3 separate regions of the Mus musculus genome follow, and regions 1 and 3 are each linked to region 2. A link is a contact called in public Hi-C data. All regions are on one chromosome and are shown on one strand. Each heading gives the region's core, a stretch centred on a gene start, on an enhancer-like site or on the middle of the called end of the contact. The rest is flanking DNA. Distances are from core to core; before and after follow the strand shown.

Region 1 (4,555 bases), core at 760-3,259, 2.8 Mb before region 2:
GCTGAATCTGCCATCATAGTTACTTGCACCTAATGCATGCATGCTTTAGCATTATCAGAATCACTGATGCAATTCGGTACCAAGTCATCGAATACCTGCTTTATGAGTACAAAGATAAAGGTGGTGGACTCTGACCAGAAGCTACTAAATAAACCGAAAGGAAGCTAAGCCATCAATACACATAATTAATATAGATCAGAATAAATAATATAAGATGTATAGAGGGCCAAAAGATCAGGAAAAGACATTTGAGTAAGGGCACTGAAGCCCATAAAGTTAATACTGTATGGTACAAATTATTGATGGCCAATAACTTGTTACTACTACATATCATATATATTAATAACTGCTGCATGCCACGTCAGATTATGGATTACCCTTCCTCATTCTGATTTTAAACCTACCCGTGTTGCCTAAAGCATCGTTCAGACCTTTATGACAGTCCCATTTAACAGATGTGAAAACCGAGGTCGTGCAATTTTTCTAGGTTAAGAAGCAAAAGTAAAAATATGTAAAAAGGACCCAAGAGATATGAAAACATTCTATACAGAGGGTACGGACCCACTTCGCACTGCCACTTCCTGCAGTTCTTTCCTCTTGTGCCCAACACATCCACTGTGAATAACACATTGTAACTCTCCTTTCCCGTCAGGGCTTTTCTCTTCTCAGGTTTTAAGCTGAACTGTTGATTCTCATAAAAACACTCAAGCATTTCCACTCACTCCAGGACATGTTATTTAAATCACAGGAGCTTCAGGAGACACGAGACCGAATCAGATATCCAGGTGGACAAAGCCCCTGGTACGGTCAAGAAACTAAAGCTACTGGCTTGGGGATCCGTTCCTGGATACCCTCCAGGGGATGGCAGCAGCACTCTACTCACCCAGGAGGCACAATCCCCGGCGGAATCCTCCCCTCCTGACCCCGCTAGCAGCTTGGGCGCTGCCATCTGCTCTTTTACCCTTCACCTGCCGAGGCACCCCGCGCAACCTGCATCCTAACCCGAGGCAGGCATCGCGGGGGCAACCGAACCCCCAAACGCCGTCCAGCGCGCGCCGAGCCTGGCCCGCCCCTGGCCAGCCACTTACGGTTCCAGTACACCGGGTAGCACTCTCCTTGAGTGACATCCACCTCGTAGAGGCCGCCGCGCACGCACACCGGCTCGATGGTCACCAGCTCCTCCATCTCCGGCTCAGGCCCCGCCGCGCGCGGGCAGAAGCCGCAGGCGCTGTCCTCCTCGTCTTCCTCCCCGAAGCTGGAGCTTGGGCCACACACCCGGTCTCCATCGCGGCCCGCCGCCCGGGCCTGGGCGCCCGTGGTCTGCAGCAGGGTCCGGAAGGCGAGCTCGATGCGCAGAGAGTCGTAGCCGATGAAGGGCTTCCAGGTCTTCTTGTCTTCCTTGTAGAACCAGCGCACCTCCTCGGGGCCCAGCTCCGTCACCACCTCGTAGCGGTGCCGGGCGGCTGCGCCGCCGGGCCGGGCGCGCTTCCTGTCCCCGGGGCCCCCTCCCGCCGCCCCGCCGCCCCCCGAGTTCTGGGCGACGAGCGGCGGCGGAGGCGAAGAAGAGCTGCCGCCGCCCGCGCTCTCGCCCTCGCTGTAGTAGCGCAACGACGAGCCGGACTCGGCCGAGCTGAAGTCGTAGGTCTCGTCGCTGAGGCACGGGTCCAGAGCCAGGTGGCTCAGGTCGTCGGCGCCCGGTGCCAGGTGCAGCGGCTCGGCGCGCAGCAGCGACAGCGGCACGCTGTCGCCCGGCTGGTGCTCGAAGCAGCAGCCGCCGCCGCCGAACACGCCCGCCGCGTCCGAGCCCAGCTCCCAGGCACCGCCGCCGCGGCCGTTACGCTCGGGGCTCCGTGGGGCGCCGCGGCCCGGGTAGTTCATGCCGCCGGCGCTTCCGCCACACGCGCATCCGACGCCGCCGCCCTCTCGGCCCGGACTTTATAATCTTTCAAATCCCGAGCAGGGCAGCAGCTGCGGCCGAGGCGACTCCGCCTCCCCGCCGGCCCCCGGCCGCCGCAGCGCCGTTCCGGGGCCCGCCCCATTGTTACGCAGCCCTGCGTGGGCGGGGCCACAGGGGCCCCGCCCCCAGCCGCGCGCGCCTCCCCGGAAGGCCCGAGGACTCTGCTGGAGCTCCCGTTTGGCGCTAGGCTGTACGTAGTCTTCCGCGCCTGGAAGCGGGGGTCAGACGGGGTCGCGGCGGTCTCGGCATCCGTGGAGCCCCTGCCTCACGACTTTCGACGCAGTGGCTCCGCCCCCTCGCTTCCACGCCCCTGGATGCCAGCCGCAGTGAGGCTCTCGCCCACTCATCTTTACACTTTCGGGTCATGAGCCCCGTGGGTGATTCAGCTGTATGCCCAGAGGGGCCCTGGAAGTTGCTAGCTCACGTTCCTGGCTTTAGGCCTGCTTTCAGCATCCGAAAGACCTGCTCGGTCACCTGGTTTGGCCCTTTCCCAACCTTCAGCCCATTCATACAGAAGGCACCCCACCTCTACGCCTGCTGCTCACCTGGGCACGACCACTCCCACTTACAAAACTGGCGTCCTAGAGTCACTGTGCCAGTTCTTTAGATTGCTTGCCCTCTTGTCCTTATGCTTCCTGTTCTTTCTGTAGTGCAGTAAGGCCTTGGATGGAAACCAAGTCCCTATGTCTTAGTCTTTTCCCACAGTCTGTGCGCATTCGATGTACCTTGGTTATAACTAACTGGTCTTGCCAGCCTTGTGTGGTAGATTATTAGACTGAAAGAGGAAAAAAAAAAAAACAAAAACCTAGGTTCTAAACTCAGCTTTGCCACCTCCAGGCAAGTCACTTAATCTCCTTTATCTATTTGTCTTATTCCTTGCTATAAGTAGGAGATCGTTGCACCGGACGGTCTCTAGTAATTCTATGGCTTTTAAGCCTTCCCAAGTTTGGTTTGGTTTTTGTTTTTAGTATAACTCTGATTCTGTAACTCACTTCCTGGTTTCAGGGAGACACGGAGGCTCTGTTATGTTAGACTTCCAAGACAGAGTAAAGAGAAGACAGAGACCAGAGTCTGACCTCAACAGATGGACAGTTTATTTCAAACAAAGAAGGAAAGACACTCTCCGGAGGGAAATGGGTGTCTTAGAAGGGAGTAAACTAGCTGGGGCCCTTTATAGAGGCAAGTGGGTGGCTTGGAAATGAAATTCTTGCAGCCATAGAGCTATGTGTCGGTCTATGATGTACCTTTCCTGGAATTATCTGTTTTATTAAAAGGCAGTTCATTTTGGGGAACAGGCTGCCCCAGCAGAGATTATTTGGACTGTGGCTGACTGATGAGTTTGGTCAAGGTCAGCTGTAACTTCATAGAAATCCTGTTTTATAGCTGAGGCACTCTGTCACCTCAGACCATTCTCTTAAATTGAAAAAAAAATTCATTTTATAAACCCATCCTATCTTGAGAAAACAATCTCCAATCTTGCTCTTACTTCAAGAACAGACAGTCTTCACTGTTAATGTTTACTTTGTGGAAACAGGTCAGTAGGGCAAGTTGTCTTGCTCTCAGGATGTAACCTGTCAGAGAGCCTTCAAAGTCATTATTTCAATCAGGCTCATCTCTGTTGTGCCCTGTGCTTTTGGAGGGATCTGTTGGAAGGCCCTGCTTTCTATGGGCAGATGATACTGTTGCAATTCATGATAAATAGAGGAACATGGGTGGTATTTTCTACCATAACGACTGGATTGGCTGGATAATCTTGCTCAGTGAGCAGTCTGTCCACTTGTACATTACAGCCCCACTAACAAAGCATCTGCATTTCTGCATCCCAAATTCTTTCCCAATGTCTCTATTAATAGTATGCAGAGTAAGAAATTGAGTATGAACTTTGAACTGTGTTTTATTCATGGAGGCATTGATCCACACTGTTCTGATAGTTACCCATGTACAGACACTTCTGTATGCTTCCGATGCCAAAGAGAACCAGGATCCTCTAGCTTAGGAGATGCTATATTAAAGTGTAATTAAAAGTGGTAGATACAGTGTCAAGTCTCAAACCCTGGGACAAATGGCTACGGTGCCTATTAATATCAAAGCAGACCTGACCTCCAGGTTCTCCCAGCATCCCTTAGTCCCTGCCTGTTACAGGATATGGCTGGCATACCCTGTCTTCTACCCCAGAACTCTCCAGCCCAGGGGCCAGGCTGCCCTTACCCAGGTGCCTCTTCCCTGTATAATCCAGCCATTTTGTACTTTAGTACATTTGCCTCTTTTGTACTTTTGACCTCTTAGCTACAGCACCCAGTTCTTCTCTCTCCCCCACACAGCCCTGCTCAGTCTGGTCACCTGGTCCTCTGGACTCTACCAGATGTCTTTGTCTTATAGATATGTGAGAGAGCATAGATATGTGGGAGAGCGGAGCCATAGACATGCTCTCCCACATATCTATAATAAACTTCCTCCTCCACCATATCTAAGAGCAGCCATGTCCTTTCCTTTCCCTCCCTCCCTTCCTCCCTCCTTCCCTTCCTTCCTACCTACCTTCCTTCCTTCCTTCCTTTTTAATCAAGACATTTAAAATGTCTTCCCATTTCTTGGCAGGAT
Region 2 (4,475 bases), core at 290-2,789:
TGGCACCTGTAACTCCAGAACTGGCTGGGAGACAGTTGGATTCTATGGGCTCCAGCTAATCAATTTATCAAAAAACAAACAAACAAACAAACAAACAAAACAAAGAACCCAAATGAAACAAAACCAAGTCAAAAACAAAAAACAAAAACACCACCACCACTAACAACAACAACAACAAAAAAACCCAAGGTGGGCAGCTATAGTTGAAGACATCCAAAATTGACCTCTGGTCTCTACATGTACAGACTTGGACAACTCCCCTCCCCACCACACACACACATTGTCACATATGAACACACATACATACAAGATAATCCTGGACAAGCTGTCTAGTTGAAAGGTGTATTTCTCATGATCTCTTGCTACCAAGAAAAGCATTTTCCTCAATGGACGTCAATGGAGAACTTGCTACCATGTCTCCCAGCCATGAAAATCTCTCCCAAATAAACTGCTTCTTCTATAAGTTTCACTGGTCATAGTGTTTTCTCATGCAATAAGGAAAGTACACTGCCCAACCCCTGTGTCCCAGGAGCTCAGATGATAAAGCATTTTATAAACACCAGGAAAAGACTAAGATAGGTGGGCACAATTACTGCCTATCAACTTCACAGCCTGGACACAGTGTTCCTGTCAGACTGCAAATAGCACATTTGTGAATGTTGCCCATTTCCCGTGTATTCTGACACAGATTCTAAGGAGGTTGCCCGCTCCCTTCCCAGACTGAATAATTGCTAAAATAATGCAAACTGCAAGCTTAAAATGTTTACTAGCCTAGCCTGCATGAGGCCCTAGATTCAATTCTCAGCAGTGTGCTGTGTATTGTCTAGTAGCTCCCATCTCTTTCTACATTCCATTTGCATTATTTATGTGGGCTCTTGATTTCATTTTCCACTTTTAGAGCAAAAAAAACAAAAAAACAAAAATCATTCTTCTTCATTTAAGTAGGAGACACTCTTATCATGAAGAGTTAATTTTGTTAACTCAAGTATTTCAACTCACCTACTGAGTTCTCATGTTAAAAAAAGGCTAATTAGCACATTTTAATATCTTAAAATTAGTGAATTAATAATTAGCATATGGATTTACATTAATTTTAATGAGGCAAGGCTCTATAAATACATAGCCGCGATCAATGAGTCCACTGAAAAATATAATAGCAATTAATGTATTTGTGGCTTACTACATGGTTGGAACCCTTCCTTGTTGGGTTTCTAGGGGGCTCTCTTATGCAGTTCCACCCCACGCCACAGGGGGCAGAGCAGCGCTTTCTGGCTCACCGTTATCCACGCCACTTCCGTCTCTTTTGGAACGGACCAAGTCAGTGCGGAAAGGGGGAGAGAGACTGCATAGTGCGAGTAGGCCTGGCCCATGATTGATGTCGTTGGGAATTATGCTCCCTTGTGATTCGTTACTTCAAAGCACACTGACGCAGACACAGTACCACGCGCAGTGACCCCCAGAAGACTCCTAAGCCGTGCCGGAGTGCGCCCGCCATCTCCTCCTCCCCGACCTGGCGGGCGAAGGTATGGTGCGCTCGGCCCTGCTAGACCGGAAGCCGGCGCGGGCTGTGCGCGCCTCTCGGCCAGGGAAGGTCCGCACCGCTGCGAGGGGTCACGGTCCGCGAGCTGCGCGCGTCCGGGCCCATGGGTCTCCATGGCGACGGCGGGAGCCCGGCAGCCGGAGCGGGGCCGTGGCGCTCCGGGGCCCTCCGCGGCAGCGTGGCCGTGTTCGCCTCCGTGGCTGCCGTGTTCACCCTCACGCTGCCCCGCTCGCTGCCTGGGGGAGACTCGGGTAAAGTACTCGCAGGCCGCCCTCCTCCCCGCCCCCCTGCCTCCGGGTGCCGCCGCCTCGGTGTCCCGGCCCCGCGTCCCCTCGCTGGAGCTCCGTGCACGGTTCTGAATTCCAGAACCAGTTCTCTTTCCGGTTCTGGATCTTGGTCTCTGTGTTCTCGAGCTGCTCAGCCGATGAAATTTAACCACTGTCCACTTTGCCCGGATCGTTGTTACCTGTATCACCTGTCGTGCCCTTACAGTGTCACAGACAAAAAAAGATTGACAGTAGTTAACAAATAGCATGGAGCGTTCTACTGTGTTTAGAGACGACACAACGGGTTATTAAATAAACTACATTTTAAGTAGTGGTGAGTTACGGAGGCACTAAGGGAGAATGTGGTTGGAGTGGTAATGAGTAGATTCCTCAGAAGGTCAGGAAAGGCTACCTTGGAGGTGTATTAGTTAGAACCTGAATATTAAGGAACCAGCCATGCAGAAAATTTAGAGGGGAACTCATAAAAGGGAATGCAACTGAAAGCACCCCTCTTCCTGTGAAAATGAAAGACAGGTTTCACACAGATTAAGCTAGGGCATACTTTTCACATATCTGAGTCTAGAAACAAGTCCCTGGTTTGGTTTGGTTTTTACAGCCAGATAAAGTGATCAATAATTTCTCATAATAATCAGCCGTGTTTTCAGAATGGTTCTGTAATGGAACAGTCAAACCGTTTCCTGAAGAGCCCATGAGCTGTTTATAATTTCACTACCTGACAAGTTCACCCGGATTTGGTGGCTGCAGGGGGGAGCATTTATCATCTGTCTGTGGATCAGTATCTCTAGGTGCAGTTTAGCCGGATTCACTAACACAAGACAAGGTGGGGGCCAGGGTTGCAACTTCTCAGGACCCTGTTTAGGGAGTATCTACTTCCAAACTTAAGTCTAGCCCTATATCCCATGTGGCTCTCTTCATAAAATAGCTGATTCCTGTCAAAAGCAAGAGAGCATTCTGTCACCTCTGTCATTTTTGAGACCTAATCCTGGAAGTGATATGCCACTGCCCTGTTTTATTGGAGAGAGTCGGTAAATCTAGACCAGTTCAAAGGGGAGAGGATTACACGGCAAGAAAGCCCTGAGATGGGGATTACCAGGACTGTCTTCAAGATTGCCTGCCACGGAGAGAAGCCTCCATCTCCATTTTCAGGTCATCTCTTCCCGGTTCCACTGAACACTTAGTGGGGGTGGTGTTTCATTAGCATAGCTGGGAATGGAGTTACCAATTTCCTAAGATTAATGTTAAAAAATGAAGGAGTTTTAGGGTAGCAAGGGATTTGATAAAGGAGAGTTTAGAGGTTACATAGCTCTGTACCCATTAAAAAGTATCAAACAATTTATTTGAGCCACAAATACAGGATAAGAAGAATAACATTGCATTTACTGTACAGCACTCATTGTTCCAAGTGCCTTTTATGGAGTTTTACCCTCCCAGCTGTCCTAGAAGGTAGGTAATATATCTTTGTAGATGAGAAAAGGCTAACCTACATGCAAAGTCACAGTGAGTGAGGGTCTTCTGAGAAGGACTTACAGATTGATGCTGGAACAGTCTTCTTAATGCGTATGCGAAAGAGTTTGGTGGCATTGTTAAATTATCCATCCATCACACATAGTGAAAATAAATTTGAAGTTGTTGCCTTTTTAAATTCTGTATTTCATGTGTTACCAAAAGAATAAAGTTGTGTGTTATCTGATTTACCAGACTTCTGATATGTTCTGCTTTGTTTACTGTATGCTAAGTAGCGCTTGCTTCTGATATTTCATGGTCATTTTCAGGAACCATCAGTGAGTTCTTTGCAACTATGTGCCAGTGTGGACATTTTGTTTAAGGTTACTTTCGACCATATTGTTTCTGTGATGTACTTGAATACTTATGAATATATATTCTGTCAATAAACAGAATACATCTCAAAACCAAATAAAATATGCATTTTTTTCTGATAAGTGTTAAGTTTTCCTCTATAGATATATATCACATTGTGGGGCACTGCCAAAATTATTTTTTGCACTAGTAGACATTCATATTCATGAACAATTCTCATGATCCTTGAAAGAACTAACTTACAGATGGGTTTATATGTATTAAGTATAGTTATTCTAATGGATGATATATGGCCATATTAAACATATGCACACTTGAAGCATCTACAGACAGCTCTGGGCTTGCTTCTAATTTGCATTTGGGACAACAAAGTTGTGTGTCTTCAAACCCGAATATACCTCAGAACTGCCCCACAGGTTTGAGTGGTAATGTTAGAAGATCTTCAGGAAGTTCTGTTCTGATACTCGCAGCCCTTTAACTTAACTGAGGAAAGCCCACCAAACTCAGGAGGCCATGAGTTTATGTTAGTATTTCTGTTACCTTCTTTTTTTTTCATATTCACTTTAAGAACTTTCCCTTTGCTCTTGACCAGGAAGACACAGATTTGGAACAGTAGCATATTTTTGTTTAGATTGAACATTGCCAAGAATTGATGGACTTTGCAGAAAGTACAGGTGTGTGTGTGTGTGTGTGTGTGTGTGTGTGTGTGTGTGTGTGTGTGTGTGTGTAAAAGCAGTTAGGGAAGGGTGTCAAAATTAAAGTGTAGTTTGAATACATTCTGAATGGAAGAGAATGGAGACCTTGAACTTATGATATGCTTGGTCTCTCAG
Region 3 (4,479 bases), core at 324-2,823, 2.3 Mb after region 2:
CTCCTCCTCTCTAGTTAATCACACTTTTTTTTTTCCAAAATGCCTATCATTTTAAATGATATGGCCTATTCATTCATTACTTTCTGAAATGGCTGATGTAAGTTCCATAATGGAAAGAATTTCTTGTTGATTAGGGCTATACTTAATCACTAGAACAAGGGCTGGGTCATGATCAACTCACATTAAATACAGTGGTTAAATTAACTAATGTAGTGCCTATGTTATTAACAAATTCGTATGCATAAGTAAAGTCCTACCCTGATAAAAACAATAAGCTGACACCTTCTTTATAAGTATTTCTTAACTTTATGTATATTATTCCCAGGAAAAACAGGTCCTGAAGAGACTGGTTTCAGCACATATATAAAGTCAGCATGCTCTACTCTGTTCTATAATAATAATAAAATGGTCAACATGATCTGTGGAACACAATTTGTGGAATTTTTAAGAGAGTTCTAAGCAACAGTCACAGCCAGTTTCTTTTTGTCATGCAATGAGCATGGCTGTAAAGTTAAAGGAAAGTGTTATTGTTGTGTTTTAGTCGTTTTGATTTTGCTGAACAAACTTCTGTGGTGGCAACAGCAACACAAATGAGTTGTTAATGAATAGGAAAGTGTGAAAACAGGAAGTGATTCACGGCCACTCCAAATAGCCTCAAGGACAACACCATTCTGCATAACGTTTTGTATTTCTTTCCTATGCATACAAATGTACAAAGTGCATCCAAAGTCTCGCTGCCGATAGGATTAAAAATCTGACTTCTGCCAATCCCACTAAGGAATAGTTAACCAAAGTCCATGTTCTGAGTGTTCTTTTAACTCCCACAAGAAACAAAGAAACCTAATCAATGCTTTAAATTTTGTTAGATTTGGTGGCTCAGGCCTTTCATCTCACCACCTGCGAGGCAGAGACAAGTAGATCTTTAGGAGTTCGAGGCCAGCGTGGCCTGTAAAGCCAGTTCCAGGCGACCCTGATTCAAAACAACAAACAAAATTGCTAGAAGTGTATCTAGTTTAAATGCAAGGATGTCTTCGACCACAAACTAAGTTTCGGAGGCTTAAAGAAAATCTTAACTATTAAAAACAAAAATAAAAACGCATACTTGAAGGAAACTCCTCTCTGCCTTTCCACAATAGTCACCTGGGGAGTGGGTGGGGTTAAGAGATTAACTCGACAAATCCGAAAACCAACAACCAGGGCATCTGTTCTGCAGTCTATTTCTGAGTGTGGCCAAGTTCAATGCAGAAAGATGCTAAAGAAATGGCTGCTGCTGTGGAGCACAAACAACTCGGTTAACAGTCGGCAGCCACCTGCCACTCCGCGTACAAAGCTACTTGTTACCGAGGAAACCCGGTGGGCAGACTCCCTCCGGGCGCCCACCGAGCAGCCCTCAGCACCGGCTGAACCGCCGCACTCCGCCGCCCGGGCCCTGACCACTGCACTTCCTCCTTTCAGAGCAAGGAGCCAAAAGATTTTAACTCACAGCCTCACCTGCAATTTCTGCAAGACGTGCTTCGCTTCTTCCTCTTCATCAGCCATCATCCCAGCCGCTCTCAGCGTCTCCTCCCCCAACTTTTCAACCACAGAGACTCAGCCATGCCTACGCTGAAACCACAGCGACCCCTGGGGCTCCGGAGGCCCATCTGCGCCTCAGAGACACAGCTACAACCCAACTTAATCCAGAACTTGGTGTCTCAAAGATGCCCTAGAACTGCTTTGGGGTTTTGTTTTGCTTCTTTTTATTGCGACAGAATCTCACCCACCAAGTAGATCAGATTGGCCACGTAGATCAACGTGGCTATGTTGTCCAGGCTGGACTTTTGCCACAAACCCTCAAACTGGGATAACAAACACCTGCTGAGTTTGTGATCACTTTCGGTTTCATAAATAAATTTCCTAGTTTTATAATTCCCTTCCCAAATTCTGGAATCAAAATGTTCTTAAATTAATTCCATTCATTTTTTTGTTTTGTTTTGTATATTCTTGTCCTTTTTTACATCACTCTTAGAAAGCAAGGCCGACTATGAAAGTATGCATGTCAGGTGGTATTTGGAAGAGAACTCCCTGCAAGGGAACTTGTCTGAATATATACCAACTGAAGATATCTGCACGTGTAATTTTTAGCTTTTTAATGTATGATCCTAATAAGTCTACTATGTTTGAGGCTGGCATGCCACCATACTGTACATTAATAATGTTCTCATGTTTATTATTTCTGTAATAAACCATCTCTGAAGAGAGAAACAGGGATTGAGAACTGCAGGTGACTTGAGAAGTCTTCTCAGTGTATTTTCCATTTTTTACCTTGAACATGAATTGCCTATTCAAAAATGAAAAATTTAAACCTTCTGTTTGTTTGAGACAGAGTCTGATATATCCCAAGCTGGCCTGGAACTTGCTATGTAGCCAAAAATAACCTTGAATCCCTGATCTTCCTGCAACCACTTCCAAGTGCTTGGATTATAGACATTCGTTACCCCTGGTTTTTAAGTTTTGAGACACGGTCTCACTATGTAACCTCAATTGTCTGAAAGTCTGTATGTAGATCAGGCTGACCTCGAACTCAAGGAGTTCCTCCTGTCTCTGCCTTCTAAGTCCTGAGATTACAGACAGGCATCACCACATCCAACCACAATCTTAAAACTTTTAAAATTCCTTTGCTAAAAAAATTATCTCTGCAAAAAGACATTAAACACCTCCAAATGCTTCCAAAAAGACTGTGCAGCAGAGACAAAGAAAAAAAGTGATCATTTCCTGAAGTGGAAATTTCTGGAGACTCAGGTCATAATGCTTTGCTGGGGCAGACAGGTGAAAGGATGTTTGGCTGAAGCAGACACAGGTGAGAGGATGTTTAGCTGAAGCAGACACTTGAGAAAGAATATAAATATGATCCCACAGACAGTGAGTGGGACAAGGCTTGTGCTTTGGCTCATCTTGCACCTCGCTAGTCTCAGTTGATAGCGCTCTAGGCCTTGCACCACCTTGCTGATCTCTGCTTCTCACTGATCTTAACAGAGAGTAACTCACCCAAGAACTTCTCATGATATTCCGACGGCTTCTTGCCATTTCCACAGACTCCACACCGACCCAGCAGAGCCTCTCAGTTTATTCTGAATCCAGCTACAGCTGCTGAACTCGTATGTGGTGTCTGCTGAGTGGATGGAACTGCATCTGCTGATTGGTGTGTGGTAGTTTGCTAGTAGAGTGAACTGCTGATAATGCTGACAACAAAGATTGGAATCACCCAAAGAACTCTTTCTAAACTAAACAGGTCCACTTCCCGTGTCCTAATAACCTTTCTTTTGCATGACCTCTGGTGGGTGGGAGGCTAGAAGTGAAGTTAAAGAATTTAAGGACCCTTATTAAAGTACGTTTTGAAAAAAAAATCTAAGCCTACAATTCCCTCTGCTTTTTTTCATGCCTTTAAAAGAGCCCACAATGGGGCAGTCGAGATGGTGCAGTAGTTAAGAGCACTTGCTGCCTTTCCAGAGGATCCAGGTTCAGTTCCTAACACCCACATGGCAGACCACAACTGACTATAATTCCAGTTCTAAGCTATCTGACACACTTACACAGGCATACATGCATGCAGGCAAAAACACTAATGCACATAAGGTAAAAAAAAAAAAAAAGAAATCATAAAAAATGAAAAGCCTGACATGCAAATTAAAATTAACTTTTTTAAGAAACATAATATTCCTGACAGTTTATAATTAAATTTTTTTCAAATTTACCCTACTTATATTTCAAACTGTTCAAGATGCCTATTTCCTTATATTTTTCCAACAAAATTGAAAAATCTCATAGAAAGAATATTTCTTAAACTATAATCTAAAATCTTTTTACTAGCTATAAAATATGTATTTTCACTTATTGGTCTTGGTGTTAGGTGCTTCAGGGAGGTAGGCAATGCCATCAAGGGGCAATCATCTCAACCAAGCTTTCTGCCCTGTGCAGAAAGGCGACTAGGGAAGCAAGACTGGCAAGCCCCACACTGTGCCATGCAAGATGACAAGTCACTGTGTCTCTGTTGGTGCATCTTATCCCTGCTCCCAGAGGCACTGGCATGTCTCTGCTCCTGTCCCCAAGAAGCTCATGATTGCTGGCCAGTATTGATAACTGCTACCCATCAACCAGGGGCTGTACTTGCCACCATGGACAACTTTGCCAAGGCCACCATTGATGCCACCTTTAAGACCCACAGCTACTGTGGGTCTTGCCCCCACCATCCCCAACCTCTGGAAACAGACTGTCACCAAGTGTCCTTATCTGGCAAAATTCACTGACCATCTCCATAGTAAGCTCAGGCCTGAAAAATAATAATAATAATGTCTCCACAAAAACAAAGCTAGAAAGGTTAACTCCGTCTCACACTGGTGTATGTGGAGGGAAAACCCTTGGAATCCAGTTACTGTTCGCCCTCTAGTGGAACACTAATTGAATGTACTAACTAGGCACAATTACCCTATAAGTCAGAAA

The links. Hi-C and Micro-C count contacts between places; a contact is called where the count stands out from the background.
Region 1: a Hi-C map of CD4 T cells shows a contact between it and region 2, with 4 times the contacts expected there. The contact joins the promoter of Ddhd1 here to the promoter of Tmem260 in region 2. A contact is called at or near these places in 1 of 39 promoter capture datasets (pre-B cells), 1 of 484 Hi-C or Micro-C datasets (CD4 T cells), 1 of 115 datasets of contacts at active chromatin or transcription factors (bone marrow-derived dendritic cells) and 2 of 9 other capture datasets (adipose tissue and liver).
Region 3: a Hi-C map of muscle stem cells shows a contact between it and region 2, with 6 times the contacts expected there. The contact joins the promoter of Ttc5 here to the promoter of Tmem260 in region 2. A contact is called at or near these places in 2 of 484 Hi-C or Micro-C datasets (CD4 T cells and muscle stem cells), 1 of 115 datasets of contacts at active chromatin or transcription factors (large pre-B cells) and 2 of 9 other capture datasets (adipose tissue and liver).

Annotation. Positions count from the first base shown.
Region 1 is chr14:45,656,134-45,660,688 of GRCm38.p6, forward strand. Ddhd1 (DDHD domain containing 1) reads right to left here and starts at 2,010. Exons shown (of 14, transcript NM_001042719.2): 1 at 1,089-2,010. The coding sequence starts at 1,878. Mir5131 (microRNA 5131) reads right to left here and starts at 1,920; the gene lies at 1,828-1,920.
Region 2 is chr14:48,444,813-48,449,287 of GRCm38.p6, forward strand. Tmem260 (transmembrane protein 260) reads left to right here and starts at 1,540. Exons shown (of 16, transcript NM_172600.4): 1 at 1,540-1,791. The coding sequence starts at 1,644.
Region 3 is chr14:50,783,947-50,788,425 of GRCm38.p6, forward strand. Ttc5 (tetratricopeptide repeat domain 5) reads right to left here and starts at 1,574. Exons shown (of 10, transcript NM_001080949.2): 1 at 1,492-1,574. The coding sequence starts at 1,542.